Regions from separate parts of the Sus scrofa genome. Here regions 1 and 3 are each linked to region 2. The links are chromatin contacts, called in public Hi-C and promoter capture Hi-C maps. All regions are on one chromosome and are shown on one strand. Each heading gives the region's core, a stretch centred on a gene start, on an enhancer-like site or on the middle of the called end of the contact. The rest is flanking DNA. Distances are from core to core; before and after follow the strand shown. Region 1 overlaps LOC102167132 (a long non-coding RNA gene). Region 2 overlaps LOC102167132 (a long non-coding RNA gene). Region 3 holds the start of PAQR3 (progestin and adipoQ receptor family member 3).

Region 1 (4,873 bases), core at 1,368-3,867, 330 kb after region 2:
CTATCATGTCATTCCCCTGCCCACCTAGTTTCTGGCTCACAGAAGTTGCCCTCAGTCCAACAGTCAGCTTACAAGGACACTTCGGGTTTCCAGGTATTGATGTGAACTCAAACGCTGCAGGCAAGAGTGAGTGTGGAAGAGGAATGGGCACGCCCATGCGCCCAGTGCATAGTTACTCAGGTAAACTGTCACCGTCTCTTTCAAGGACTAGAAGGACATGTCTCACTCCGGGGATCGCCTTCAGGCAACGCATTCTGCGTCTTTAAATGGACCCCCGTCTAGAAACTGGGCATGGAGTTGTACCTTTGTATCGGGGTAACTGCCCTCAGCCCTTTGCTCATGCGGTCCTCATATCTTTTGATTATGTAAATTAAGTAATACTCCTGTTATCTGCCCATTTTTTCCTACCTTTGTGGGCATTGTGGCAAACATGGAGATAGTCCTTCGACCCCCTTCAAAGAAGGACTTGTCCCAGCTTGTGGGTTAGGTAGGTGGGCAGCCTTTAGGCCTCTTTAACCCGACCATTCACCACAGTGTTCCGTCCATTCAAGTTCTGACCATTATGCAACTACTACCTGGCCTCTCTCACTCTGCACACTTATCTCCGTTGCTATCAGTGGGTCCAGGTCACAAAGGCATCGCCTACCTTCAGCCTTACGCTGCAGAGGGCAGCCACCACTGAATGTCAAAGAGACGCTGGTACATCATCAGTCTCTCCCAGTCTTCTGCTGGGTTCCCAGTCTTAGTGAGATACCTACTCTAGCACGTGCACCTCCCTGAGCCTTTGCATTTCTGAAGGCTGTCTGCCAGCAGCCCTTCTGGCGGAAGCAGTCCCTCATCTAAAGGACGATCTGGGATTTCCCGTCGTGGCTCAGCAGGAACTGTATCCATGAGGATGCAGGTTTGATCCCTGGCCTCAGTCAGCAGGTTAAGGATCCGGTGTTGCCCTGAGCTGTGGTGGAGGTCACTGACACGGCTCAGATATGGTATTGCCGTGGCTGTGGTGTAGCCAGCAGCTACAGCTGTGATTCAACCCATAGCCTGGGAACTTCTATATGCTGCAGGTAAGGACCTAAAAAAAGACCGAAAAAAAAGGAAGAGCCGTGTGGTGCATCATAGTATCCCTTCAACGCTTCACTAAGATTAGAACACTAACAGATGAGAACCTGAGCTGGGATCCCAGGTAGGCAGTTTGATTCAGAACTCATGCCCTACCATCAGTTAGGAAGACCTGAGAAGCAGCCGCATGAAGGCACTTCAAATCCCTCATCCTGACGTTAAAGAGAAGATCTTTGAGGAGGCTACAAGAGGCAGGGTCCTTTGGCACTAATGTGTGTAAGTACTTCCAAATCGAGGCGAGGCCAAAGGACGTGCATAGCTGGAACAAGCTGCCACAGGCAATTCTTTTTTTTTTTTTTTTTTTTTTTTTTTTGTCTTTTGCCTTTTTCACAGCTCATGGCAATGCCAGACCCTTAACCCACTGAGCAAGGCCAGGGATCAAACCCACAACCTCGTGGTTCCTAGTCAGATTCGTTAACCACTGCACCACAACGGGAACTCCTGCCACAGGTAATTCTAACAAACTTTGTCCCCCACCAGAGGAGAATCCCTTGTGTAGCTGTCAAGGGAATTTTTTTTAATTTAATTTTATTTTTTTGTTGTGCCCACAGCATGCAGAAATTCCCAGGCCAGGAATCAAACCTGCGCCACAGCAGTGACCTCAGCCATGGCAGTGACAACACTGGATTCTTAACCACTAGGCCACCAGGGAACTCCCAAGGAAAGATTATTGAAATAAGCTTTGGGTACTGTTGATTTTGGTCATGTGTTTAAAATAGAGCTCATCTGTGTGGACAACCAGACACCTGAAAAACATCACAAAATAAGCAGCTGCTCGGCCTCTTGTAGGAAAATGTTTAAAGAACAGAATTAAAACTGCCAAATGTATTCTAAGATAAAATTACTTTTTTCCCTAAAATAGATTGTGTAATTCTGCAACACAACGAGAGGTCTTATTGATTTTTTTAAAAAGTAGAGTTTCAGGAGTGATTCAGGGAAATTGCTCCAATGTCAGACAATGGATCTTCTAAGAGAAATCTGTATTACTAAGAGACAGAATTTTCCCACTCATTTCTTTCATTTTATACTCTATAGAGCAGTCATGAAATCATTAAAAATACTACTTTCCCAATGTTCAAATGATGAAGACATAGATTGTGACTCAGAATGAAGGAATTTAAACTCAAGGCAAAACTTCCTTTTCTGCCTGTTTTATTTTTGCTTTATGACTTTTACAGGGTTCACGTTCTTTTCGGCATCCTCAGTTTCCAAACCTGACCAACTTTCTATGCTCAGAAAGGAAAAAAAAAATAGAAATAAATATGGGGACAAATAATGAATCCATGCTTACTAGATTCTGTGCTAGCCTCACATAGACTCTCCAAGCACATCAACCAAATGTTACTTACATGACTTTTGGTAATTCTTTTCGGCGAATAGCATTTTATAGTAGATTTGTCTTTGTCCTTTTAACTATCATTTGCGAACTGTTCCTAAAACACATCCCAGAACCAGGAGAGAGGCAATCTAAGGTTAAACATTGATCATGGATAAGCCACAAAGTAAATACTCTATGAATGGACAGTAACATTGTCACTCAAAGCCTAAGATCTATGTTACTTTATCCAATAATGGTGCTATGTTTACATTAAAAAAATCCTTGTTTCTATCCCAAATTCATATTAGATGCTTCGGTACCTCTGCTGCCCCTTTCATGGGCTTTACGATGACTATAAAATTACTGCTGGTCTACTTGCTCCTATCTTACCTACAGTCTAGATTCTAGATTGTAAATATCAAGAGCACAGAATCTAGTCCAGCGCTAAGTCCAACCACGTAACAGGAACACAATAGGTATTTATTGACTGAATGAATGAATCAACTCAAAGAACGTTTCACAGCTTGGGTTTCCGTCAACGCCGTACTATTTAAATATCACTTTACAGAACAGTCTCACTTAGTCAGTATTTTTCTTGCATCTACCCAAAGCAACAGTGTTTTGTTTTTTTTTCCTCTCTAATATTCAGGACTATTTTTTAAAGAAATACCTTCAACTAGACGTCTCATAGATCCCAGCTGTAAACTACTGAGAAGGAAGACGGGGGAAAAGGAGAGCCTGATAACATAAGGCAGAAGCACTATGCCTTGTTTTCTTAAAAAGATAAATAAATTGCCTCACGTGGTCCTGATATTTTTCCAGGTCCCCATGTCCAAACATTCCACCAATTACAAAAAGACTCCCTCCTGCAGTCCGTCCCTGACACGGAGGCAAAGTGCAAATTCCTTGCGCACCTCAGGGCCTTTGAACACTAGTCTCTGCCCTACACTCTGAAGCCAGCTCCCCTTCGTTCTTCATGTCTCAGCTTAAATGCGTCTCCTCAAAGAGGCCCTTTCTGAATGTTCTCTCTGCTTGATTTCTTTTCTTTTCATAGCACACGATATTATAATTATGAACTCACTCATGTGTACTTTTGTTTGCTATCTGCTCCTCACCTACACCTGCCTGCTCACGTCCACGACAGCAGGGACTGTATTGTCTTATTTCCCTTTGGACCTCCAGCACCCAGTGCAATACCCAAGGCAGAGTAATCACGCAAAAAGACCTGAATTAAATCAAGAACTGAGAGCTGTATTAATATGACTTATATTATACTTATTTCTCTGTGATCCCATGCATTTGTGATTTTAGTTTTCAATATCCTATAGTGCCCTTGCTGGGTTATACCTTCACGTTTGTAGAACAATATAAACTAGTGCCACTAATAATGATACTATCGTGATACAAAAGATCTTGAACACCTTTTAAGATGAAAACGAAAATGATGTTTTGTGTAATGTTAACATTCATTTGTGTCGACGTGCTCTAAATTAGGAAAAAACTAGTCATTCACCTCTACTACTCTGGCAGCTAAGACCCCATTCTCCGTGTTATTCTGAAATGGTTTGGCTCCTATTACCTGTGACCACAGCACGAATCATCTCCCAGCAGCTTAAGACCACAACATTTACTCTGCTCCCACATCTACCAGCTGAGCAGAGTTAGACCTGGAAAGCTTGTCTCGCTCCACTCAGTGTCAGCTGACTGATGGAAAGGCCGGGTGTAGAATCACCTGAGGACTTGTTCCCTCACGTGCCTGCCACTTGGGCTGAGAAGACGCCAGGAGCTTGAGGCTGGAGGAATGGGGTTCCTCGGTTATCTCTTTCCAACCCCAGGCGACCTCCACGTGGCCTCCCCGCTTGATGTCTTCAGCGTGCCTGGTCTTCTCTCTGGTTCAGAGAGACCAAGGTGGAAGTCCCGAGAGAGAGAGAGCCTCATGGAAGCAGGACCGACAGCAACATTTTGTTTAAATGTTTTTAAGGCCACGCCTGCAGCATGTGGAAGTTCCCGGGCTAGGGAATCAGAGCCGCAGCTGCAGCCTTCGCCACAGCCACGCCAGAGCTGAGCTGCATCTGCGACCTATGCCACAGCTCACAACAGCACTGGATCCTTAATCCGCTGAGCGAGGGCCAGGGATCGAACCCGCATCCTCATGGGCATTAACGTCAGTTTCTGAGCCACCGAGGAATAAGTTTTGAGACTCAGTGCAAATTGAAAATGCAGGGCTCCCTGTTTAAAAATAACTGAGAATTCCAAGACAGCTACCGCAAAGCATTAAAACAAGCCTACCATGGGGTTTTTCTGGGTGGGGGGCCCCCGCAATGCCAGCCGTGATGGAAGCTGTATTGTATTTCGTGATCTAGCGTCCGTCAGCATCCCTTCTGCTGCACTCCATTCACTGAGGTACTCACAAGGCCCCACCCAATCTCTACACGA
Region 2 (4,422 bases), core at 749-3,248:
TCAGTAGAGGGCTCCCTCGTCTGTCTAAGACCTGTATGACACATGCAGTGTATACATGCAGCCAGTCAACACTGCACACACTACACACACACACACACACACACGCACGCACACACACATGCACACACTCTTACACCATCTAGATTAATAAAGCTGTCATTTCTCATTGTTTTCAAATCACCTTTAATACCAGTTGATTTTAAAGCTTAGGGAAATGAATGCACAGGCAGCACCCACTGGCAATATGTTAGAACATTCTCTACCTAAAAATAATGATAGGTGTTTACAAGTTGCCTTCATTTCACTCTGACATTCCTCAGCTCTGATGTGCATTTGGCTGCTTTCCTGAATTCACACATCTCTATGTTTGCTCATGCGCTTGTGCATTTTGCAGAAGTGTCACTACCCAAGCTTTGCAAAATAACTAAATCTTCTAAGTGATGCTGCTGAGGCTGGTCTTTATTATGCCCCCCAAAAGTTGAGAGTACAGAACCCCAAAAACAGAAACAACACGACAACAAAAAGAACCCCAAACCAATCCAACTAGGGATGCTTGCTTTTTGGTAGAAATCGCTGAACCCAGCTGTATTTTTCTCCCACTGAAAAATAGATGAAGACATCCTAAGTGGGTTGATTTTCATTTGGGAGGTTTATTTTTTCTCTCTCTCTCCTTGGCCTGTAGGCTAGCTGATTCACTGATCCATAACAAAAATGCCAAAACTATGAAAACCCCACTGGGGCAGAAATTTGTAACAGAAAGGGAATTTCTGGCAGGGCTGGAATAATCGCGGGCTGCATCCCCAGGCTAGTTTTTGTGATACAGTTAAAAACTGGCTGGGCTGACAATGGAATCAACTGTTTAAACATCTTGCTGATTGTTGCAGTGGCCCAATAGATGCTTAAAAACATTGGTTTTCATGGACTGCTGGTGGAAACCGCTTATATCCAGCTGATCCTAGGTTATGACTCATATATTTTCTCAGCAGCCAGATCCAAGAATTCATTTGGATGCTCTTAAAAGTGATGGAAAGGATACAGCCTGGTTTTCCTTCCTACTTAAACCACCAGGGCTCTGAAACCTTTCCTGCTCACTCTTCTTTCCAGGTAGAGTTGACTGTTTCTCTCTCCTTTGTGCTCCCACCAGGCTCTCTATCTGCCTCTGTGATAATCTCACTGGCTTCTTTGGGTGTTGTACATTTCCACTGCCCCCCCCCCGAGTTTAAAATGGGGCCATTTTGACAGTAATATGCTGCCTTGTGCCCTCAACCCCAATCATTCTTGCTGAAGACAACCCTAGGAAATGCCTCATCCCGTCACCTAAATATTTCTAGTCATTTCCAGAGGATGTCTGTCTCACATATTCAGGAAAGCAGTCAGCTCTCTCTAGATGAAACTTCTGGACACTATCACTCCTTCACTTCAGGACTAGGAAGCCCTCTTGTGCCACAGATCTGAACCTTGTTTGGGAATCTAGAGTGAGTGGCTGCCAGTGAAGCCACCATTTGGCTCTCCTTCTCTCCCAATCCTGTGCTGCTCACCTAACTGATCACAAAACTGGACTGGAAGGGAAAGACACGATGAGTTACGACTATCTCCCTCCCCAGCCTCAGAAACTGTGTCAGATTATCCTCATGGAGAAACCAAGGTTCAGAGGGGCTAAGCAGCACAGAAAAATCATCAGCTGTAAGTGGTAGCCCCAGAATGGAAATCCAGTTGAAACTCTTAAGTCCCGTGCTTGTTTCCCAGCTCCTGTGACATTAGATGAGAAACTCACCCTTGGATAGCAAGGATTCACAGCTAGATTCGTGTACCTCTGCTTGTAAAACATGAATAAAAACCTACTGGCTTTATAGACTGTGACAGGGCTGATCTCAATACATAATTCTAAACAAAGCTCAAACTCTGTTTGGCAATCCATCACTCACTCCATGACTGTCCGCGCTGCAGGTGCTGTATCCTGACCTTTGTCCTAAGTACGGCACGCTCGGTTCCTCCTCTGCGCCTCCGCTCAGGCCAGCCCGCTCACTCTCCTGCCACTCGCACTCCTCCTCCCCCATCTGATTCTCACTCAGGACTCAGGACTCAGGACCTTGCTCCTAAAGAACTTTTCCATTTTCTTGAGCAGCTCTTGGTGTAAACCTCTTACTTTGCATTTATACAGTCTCACTGGGGAATTTTGCAAATACATTTTCACATGGCTGGGTAGTAATTTCTTGAGATAATAAACTGTCTTCACTATACATGTAGATGTTAAGTGACTTTACTCATATCAGATACAGGTAGTACCATATCACAACTAAAAGACGGTTTTAACTGTTTGACAGGTAAGTGATCCCTTCCCACCTCGAAACTATTCGAGCTCTAGAAATAATGCACCTCGTTCCCTGCCATTTCCTTTTCTAAACCATAAAAAACCAAGGGTGTTGTTTCGAAAACTTTGATCTTGGGATGGAAAAGAGGAGGATGGTGAAAAAATGGGTAACATTTAGACTTTTTTTAGATGGTTCTTCCTACAGAGAATGTTTTAATGATTAAAATTTCAATACGTGGTAAGACAAAGGTCCCCCCTTGTGATCACCAAGACACAGAACGTTAAGACAGGGTTGTGTTCCACTAACAAAAAATACATACATTTCCACTGATTAGCCAGGGAATATTAACATCGAATATAGATCTTTAGTCACAGATAATTATCGGTCCATGAGTACAAAGTCTTTAGGAAAGATATAAATGTCAAAATATCTTGAAGAGTATTGTACAATTGTATCAGCCAGAAAAGCAGCTAGACTTTAGACTGTAAATATTTAAACTATCAGAACAACTTTAAAAGTTTCCCTTTGTGGTCTTTTTTTTTTTTTGCTTTTGCTTTTTAGGGCCGCACTAGCAGCATGTGGAGGTTCCCAGGCTAGGGGTCAAATCAGAGCTACAGCCGCCAGCCCACACCACAGCCACAGCAACTCGGGATCCAAGCTGTGTCTTCGATCTACTCTGCAGCTCATGGCAACGCTGGATCCTTAACCCACTGGACGAGGCCAGGGATCAAACCCACATCCTCACAGTTCCTAGTTGGACTCATTTCCACTGCACCCCAATGGGAACTCCTGCAGTCATCTTTAAAAAATCTTTCTATAGCTTAGGGAAGTATTATAAATTATACTTAGTGGAAATATCGGAGAAGAACGAGACCTTCTGACTCTAAGGGAATGGTAAATAATTTCACGTCAGGTACCAAGTTTGAGCGGCTGGCGACGGCCGTCTAGACTCTATAGCATCATGTTGAGGAAGGTTCTGGGGCTGCGGCCGGGCTCGGTCATGTCGGGACCGATTGGCGCAGACCTGAGAGGGAAGCACACGGCCCAGGCGGCGCCTTCCCGTAGCTGAGGGGACTCCGTGGAGTCCACTGCGGAGACTTTTGCCGGTTTTGGTTCTTCGGGTCCAGGGTGAACTCAGATGTTGGACTCCTAACACCATAAAGATGTGTGAAAACGTTCCTGTGTCGGCGTGTGCTCGCACCGGCACAGACAAGCAGCGCGTTGCAGGTCGTGCCATGGAAATAAACTGGATTCTCCAAAGCGGGGGGCGGGGGGGTTGGACAAGGGATGGGGAGAAGCATCTCCGGCTTTCCCGCTGGAAACCCGCCGACCAGCGCTGACCTCCAGCGATGCTCGCGCAGCCACTCACGCAGAGCGGCGAGAGGACACGCAGAGGCCAGCGCGGGGGGCGGGGGAAGGACACGCAGAGGACAACGCGGGGCGGGGGGAACAACGCGGGGGGGGGGAGAGGACACGCAGAGGCCAGCGCGGGGTGGGGGAAGGACACGCAGAGGACAACGCGGGGCGGGGGAACAACGCGGGGGGGGGGAGAGGACACGCAGAGGCCAAGCTCGGGCAAGGGGCGAGGACACACCTCTGACGGTAGGTGGACCCTGGGGCTGAGCGGGTTGAGTAAACGCGTGGCTGTGCAACGACGCCGGACACAAAGGTTGAGCGAAAGGCCAGGAGTCCAGAGGCAAATGAGAAGCACACAGCTGGGAAGGAGGATCCGCTGTACCTCAGCGTCCAGGCCAGCATTTTATAGTCAAACGACACGAGAATCAACTTCAATGCCTTTCTTCACAAAAGTACATTTTACCTTATGAGCTGACAGGGTGTTCGAATGTTCCAGGGCCGTGTGCTGGGGCAGCCTCGCTAACAGGGAAAGTACGACCTCTGGAACCAGACTTGAACCCTGGCTCTGCCTTATATTAACGCTCTCATCTGGAGAAAGTTACTTAATCTTTGTGCCTCACTTTCCTTCTCTGTTGAAATAGGGCTATTAATAGTACCTGTATCATAGCGTCCTATTTAATTTTTTTTTTTTTTTTTGTCTTTTAGGGCCACACTGGCGGCACATGGAGGTTCCCAGGCTAGGAGTCAAATTGGA
Region 3 (4,232 bases), core at 108-2,607, 510 kb after region 2:
CAAACTACTCCTTATTAGTCCTGTTCCACCAGTGAGAAAACCGAGACACAGAGAGCTTTAGTACTTGTACAAGACACACAGCTCATAAGTGGCTGAATTCAAACCCAGGTAGTAAGGCTTCAACGCTCAGAAGTTAATCACAACCTATACTGCCTCTCAGACATCAACTAGTATTACCAACACAACAACAGTAAATAAATAACAGCGTCGATGATTGTTATCATGCACTGTTGCCAAACAATGCACTAAGGGGTCTACATACATGGATGCAAAACTAACGTTCTGCCCTTTTGCCATTAGGAAAAAGCTTTGGCGAAGTTCCCCTTGTCGCGGAGCAAAAAAAACGAACGCAACTGGGAACCAAGAGGTTGTGTGTTCCATCCAGGGCCTCTGTCAGTGGGTGGAGGTTCTGGCGTTGCCCTGAGCTGTGGTGTAGGTCACAGACACGGCTCAGATCTGATGTTGCTGTGGCTGTGGTGCAGGCCGGCAGCTGTAGCTCCAATTGGATCCTTATCCTGGGAACCTCCAAAAGGCGAGGGTGCGGCCCTAAAAAGCAAAAAAAAAAAAAAAAAGAAGAAGAAGAAGAATTGGCATCATCATTCGTAGCTATAAAAAAAGCTATAACATTTCCTTTAAGCACCGTATTAGCTGCACGCCCCCAAGTTTTTATATCTTCTATCTTTGGCATTGAGTTCCATTTCCTTGCGCTCTCTCCATCAACCCACTAAAATACTTGGAAGTGCTTTGTTTCAATTCCAGACATCTGGGGAGTTTCAGTTTTCTTGTTTATCTCTAGTTTAAGTCTACTGTGGTCAGAGAAAATACTCTGAAGAGCTTTGGGGCTTTGAATACTTCGAAAGCGTTGGGGATTCTCTACGGCTCAGCTTATTCCCGATTTTGGTACATGTTCTCTGTGCATCAGGTTTCCTCTATTTCCACCTACTTCAAAGGACTGACCTTGGCCGAGATAACGTCGCAGGTTAAGAAATGTGTGACATTCCAAGCTCAAAGAACCGGTGTGGAGCTAGGTCTAGTTCTTATTCTTCTCCCAGTTACTCTTTTCCCCTTGGTTTTTCAAAATGTAACGCATATTGCTTCTAATTAAAAACAGGATAAGGAAAAAAACCGCTTGTATTCGCCGTACAGTTCTGCGCTCTTCTCACCCACGAGGAGGACTGGGCCGCCTCGCCTTCGAACTCCAGCAGCGGCGGAGGCCCGGGCCCAGCCCCGCGGCCCCCACGGCACCTGCGCGCCCGCCCCAGCCCAGGCCCCGCCCCGCCCAGGCCCCGCCCCCGGTGGCGCCGGCCCAGGCAGGGCCGAGGGGCGGGGCCCAGGCAGCGTGCTGACGTCAGAGAGGGCGGCGACGTCGCGGGGCCGCGGGGGCGCTGACGCCGGTGGCCGCTCTGTGCGCGGTACCGGGCCCGGGCAGCTGCGGGGCCGTAGGACCTCGCGCGGCGTCCGCCAGCTCCGGGGCGGGGGCTGCGGCGGCGAAGCCCCCTCCCCGGGGAGGCGGGGCCTGGGCGAGCTTCCCGGCTGGGGAGCGGCGGCGGCGGCCGGGAAGGATGCATCAGAAGCTGCTGAAGAGCGCGCATTACATCGAGTTGGGCAGCTACCAGTACTGGCCCGTCCTGGTTCCCCGCGGCATCCGCCTCTACACCTACGAGCAGATCCCCGTGTCCCTCAAGGACAACCCGTACATCACCGACGGCTACCGGGCCTACCTGCCCTCCAGGCTGTGTATCAAAAGGTAAGGTCTGGCCGCCTCCGCTGGGCGCGCCTGGGGGGCGCGCCGGCGGCCCCTCCTCTTGCACATCCTTTTTGTCTGGTCCGCCTGCTGTTTTCCCCCCTTTTCTCTGTGCCCGTCATTTCCTAGCTGCCCCATCCTTTTCATCCCTTCTGCCACCTCTCCTGTCTTGGTATCCTTCCTTCTCCCCGCTGGGGTGCTTGATCCGTGGGACGAAGACTGACAGTAACAGTGGTCGTAATCACTAACTCTCCCGTGGCACTTGGCTGTTTATGGAGAGATTTTACATCCTTTATTCCATTCAGTGCTTATCGGGATACATGTTGGAATCGACCCCACTGACGATGGCTGAGCCATACTTGCCCCTGTGTATACCTAAGCTTTGTTTATTTTTAAGGCAGCCCTGTGGAAATTCGGACGTTTGGGGCCAGATAAATGCCTGTATAATAGGAGTAAGTTCACATTGCATTATATATGTATTACACAACATATATATATAAAATCAAGGAGATATATATATATATATATATATATATACACACACACACACACACACACACATTCATTCATTCATTTAGCAGATACTCTGAGCCCCTGCTAGGTACCAGGCACCCTACTAGGTCCTGGAAAGAACAGCAGGCATAACTCTTGTTCTTATGGAGCTGTCGAGGTCTAGCCTGGGTGCTAATTACACTATTACATAATAACCGCTGTGAAAAACGCTGTGTGGGAAAGGCAAAGAGAGCCTGTAACAGCCACCACCCTCCATTAGAGTGTAAGAAGCGACTTTAAGAAAGGAATTTTTTCATCTAAACTTAAAACTGAGTCCCTTCAAAGCCTGGGTTTAAAAAAACAAAACCGAAAAATCTAGTGTTCTAGTTCTTAGGCTAGCTTTCTGTTAGAACTCACAGAAATTAATTACAGGACCCCACTTGAAGAGAATTAAGATACAGATGTTGGTTAGCTCTAGGTCCCTGGAGTGACAAAACCCACTGCTGGAATGTGGACTGTTGAATTGCTCGAGCAGTAACCACATGTCTGCTTCTTGGTCTTTTCAGCATGGTCTTGCCCTGGTTCTTTCGCCCTGCCTGCTTTGAAAGTGCTTTTGGGACTCACAGTCACTAGGTGCCATCACTGTCCATCCCTACGAGTCTTCAGTGGATGGCCCAGGGGCTTCACAGTTTGAATCCTAGGGACTGCTTTACTCCCCATTGCCTCCTTTGTGTGAGTTACTAACACAGGAAGGCAGAGCTGGGCTCCGCTGTGGGCGTGGAGTTCCACAGAGATAGAGCAGGCAGTGAATTGCCTTCAGGGGTTTTATACCCACCTGGTGGTGGTCCTCTGCATTCTGATACCAGGGTCCAAACCTCAGGGATCAAAGAGTGAAATACAGTGCTTTAGATCTTCAGCTGTTGAGTAAAAAAGACTTGGGCATGCAGCTCTGCCACTTAACAGCTATGAGACCGTGGACAAAGTTTACCTCTCCCAGCTTTATTTTCCCACTGGTAAATAAAGGGGTAATTACAGTATCTGCTTCAGAAAGTACTAAGGACCAAATGGGATTAGGTATGTCAAATGTTACACAGAGCCTGGCACATAATAAGTACTCAATAAATGATGACTTATTATGGTTGCATTTGAAGGTGAAGTTGGTTGGTGATTTTGACGCCGAGCAGAGTACAGGTCTCACCTCTCACTGAATGAGAGTAGATCAGATCTTCTGTGGAGATACTCTTCCAAGTGCCCTTCCCGCCGGCATGGTCTTTTCCAGGTTCAGCTCTTCCCCTCTCTTGGCTGTCAAGAAAGACAGGACAGATTTGGGATATAGGAGAGGTTTAGTATGTCACAGTTGCTCTGCCAGTACTCTCTTAGTTGGAAGGAACATGCCAAGACTGTGGCTCTCTGCTCAATCAGGTTACACTGGTTTTCCCAAAACGAAAAGTTCGGAGGCAGCAGGCAGTGTGATAATGGCTGTCATAGTGCTGAGGTTAGACGTGTTTCCTCCCATTTCTGTGTCCCCCCCCCCAATAGGAGTAGTTTTTATACTTGAGACTTAACAGGATAAAGCCTGAAATTCACAATACGAGGTCCACTCTCTCCATGATGAGCATCTGTGTGAGACCCTGCTGTGGTTATGACATGGGCAGCTGGCGACTGATGCAGATTCACTATTCGAGTTATGTGTTGGTACTTACTAATAAGGATTCTAAAGCAGCGAAGGTCATAGATTTTAGTTGAAACAAAAGATTAGATTTTGCTAGAGAAATGCAAGCAAATTTTAATCTTGAGTCATGATGTCACCTTTCAATAATCTGATGAGTCCTAGCCACAGCTGGAGAAACATCACACAGACTCAAGGAAGGAGCTGGAAGGGACTTGCTGCAGTATCTAATCCAGGGCTCTTGTTTTCGAGATGGAGAAATTGAAGCCAGAGAGGTTAAGTGACTTGCTTATGATTGCAGAGCCAATTGTTGCCCAGCAGGGGAGT

The links. Promoter capture Hi-C pulls out the DNA fragments that hold promoters and counts their contacts. A called contact is a pair of places that touch in the nucleus more often than the background predicts.
Region 1: a contact with region 2 is called in a Hi-C map of liver, with 14 times the contacts expected there. The contact joins two enhancer-like sites. A contact is called at or near these places in 1 of 5 promoter capture datasets (liver) and 5 of 47 Hi-C or Micro-C datasets (embryonic fibroblasts, liver and skeletal muscle).
Region 3: a promoter capture Hi-C map of liver shows a contact between it and region 2, with 10 times the contacts expected there. The contact joins the promoter of PAQR3 here to the enhancer-like site in region 2. A contact is called at or near these places in 1 of 5 promoter capture datasets (liver), 21 of 47 Hi-C or Micro-C datasets (adipocytes, alveolar macrophages, brain and 10 more) and 1 of 2 datasets of contacts at active chromatin or transcription factors (skeletal muscle).

What each region holds. Positions count from the first base shown.
Region 1 is chr8:138,461,989-138,466,861 of Sscrofa11.1, forward strand. The region is part of intron 5 of LOC102167132 (a long non-coding RNA gene); the gene reads right to left. Among named protein-coding and RNA genes, the nearest start is that of NAA11, 140 kb to the left of the region's middle. Within about 2 kb of position 2,618, at least 1 of the 83 cell types and tissues checked has an H3K27ac peak or open chromatin away from gene starts, as enhancers often do. A contact at or near this core is called in liver, where this site is marked.
Region 2 is chr8:138,133,058-138,137,479 of Sscrofa11.1, forward strand. All of the region lies in intron 7 of LOC102167132 (a long non-coding RNA gene), which reads right to left. Among named protein-coding and RNA genes, the nearest start is that of GK2, 130 kb to the right of the region's middle. Within about 2 kb of position 1,999, at least 2 of the 83 cell types and tissues checked have an H3K27ac peak or open chromatin away from gene starts, as enhancers often do. A contact at or near this core is called in liver, where this site is marked.
Region 3 is chr8:138,645,270-138,649,501 of Sscrofa11.1, forward strand. PAQR3 (progestin and adipoQ receptor family member 3) reads left to right here and starts at 1,358. Exons shown (of 7, transcript XM_013998797.2): 1 at 1,358-1,747. The coding sequence starts at 1,563. It overlaps LOC102167132 (a long non-coding RNA gene), which reads right to left and starts at 1,250. Exons shown (of 9, transcript XR_002346480.1): 1 at 958-1,250.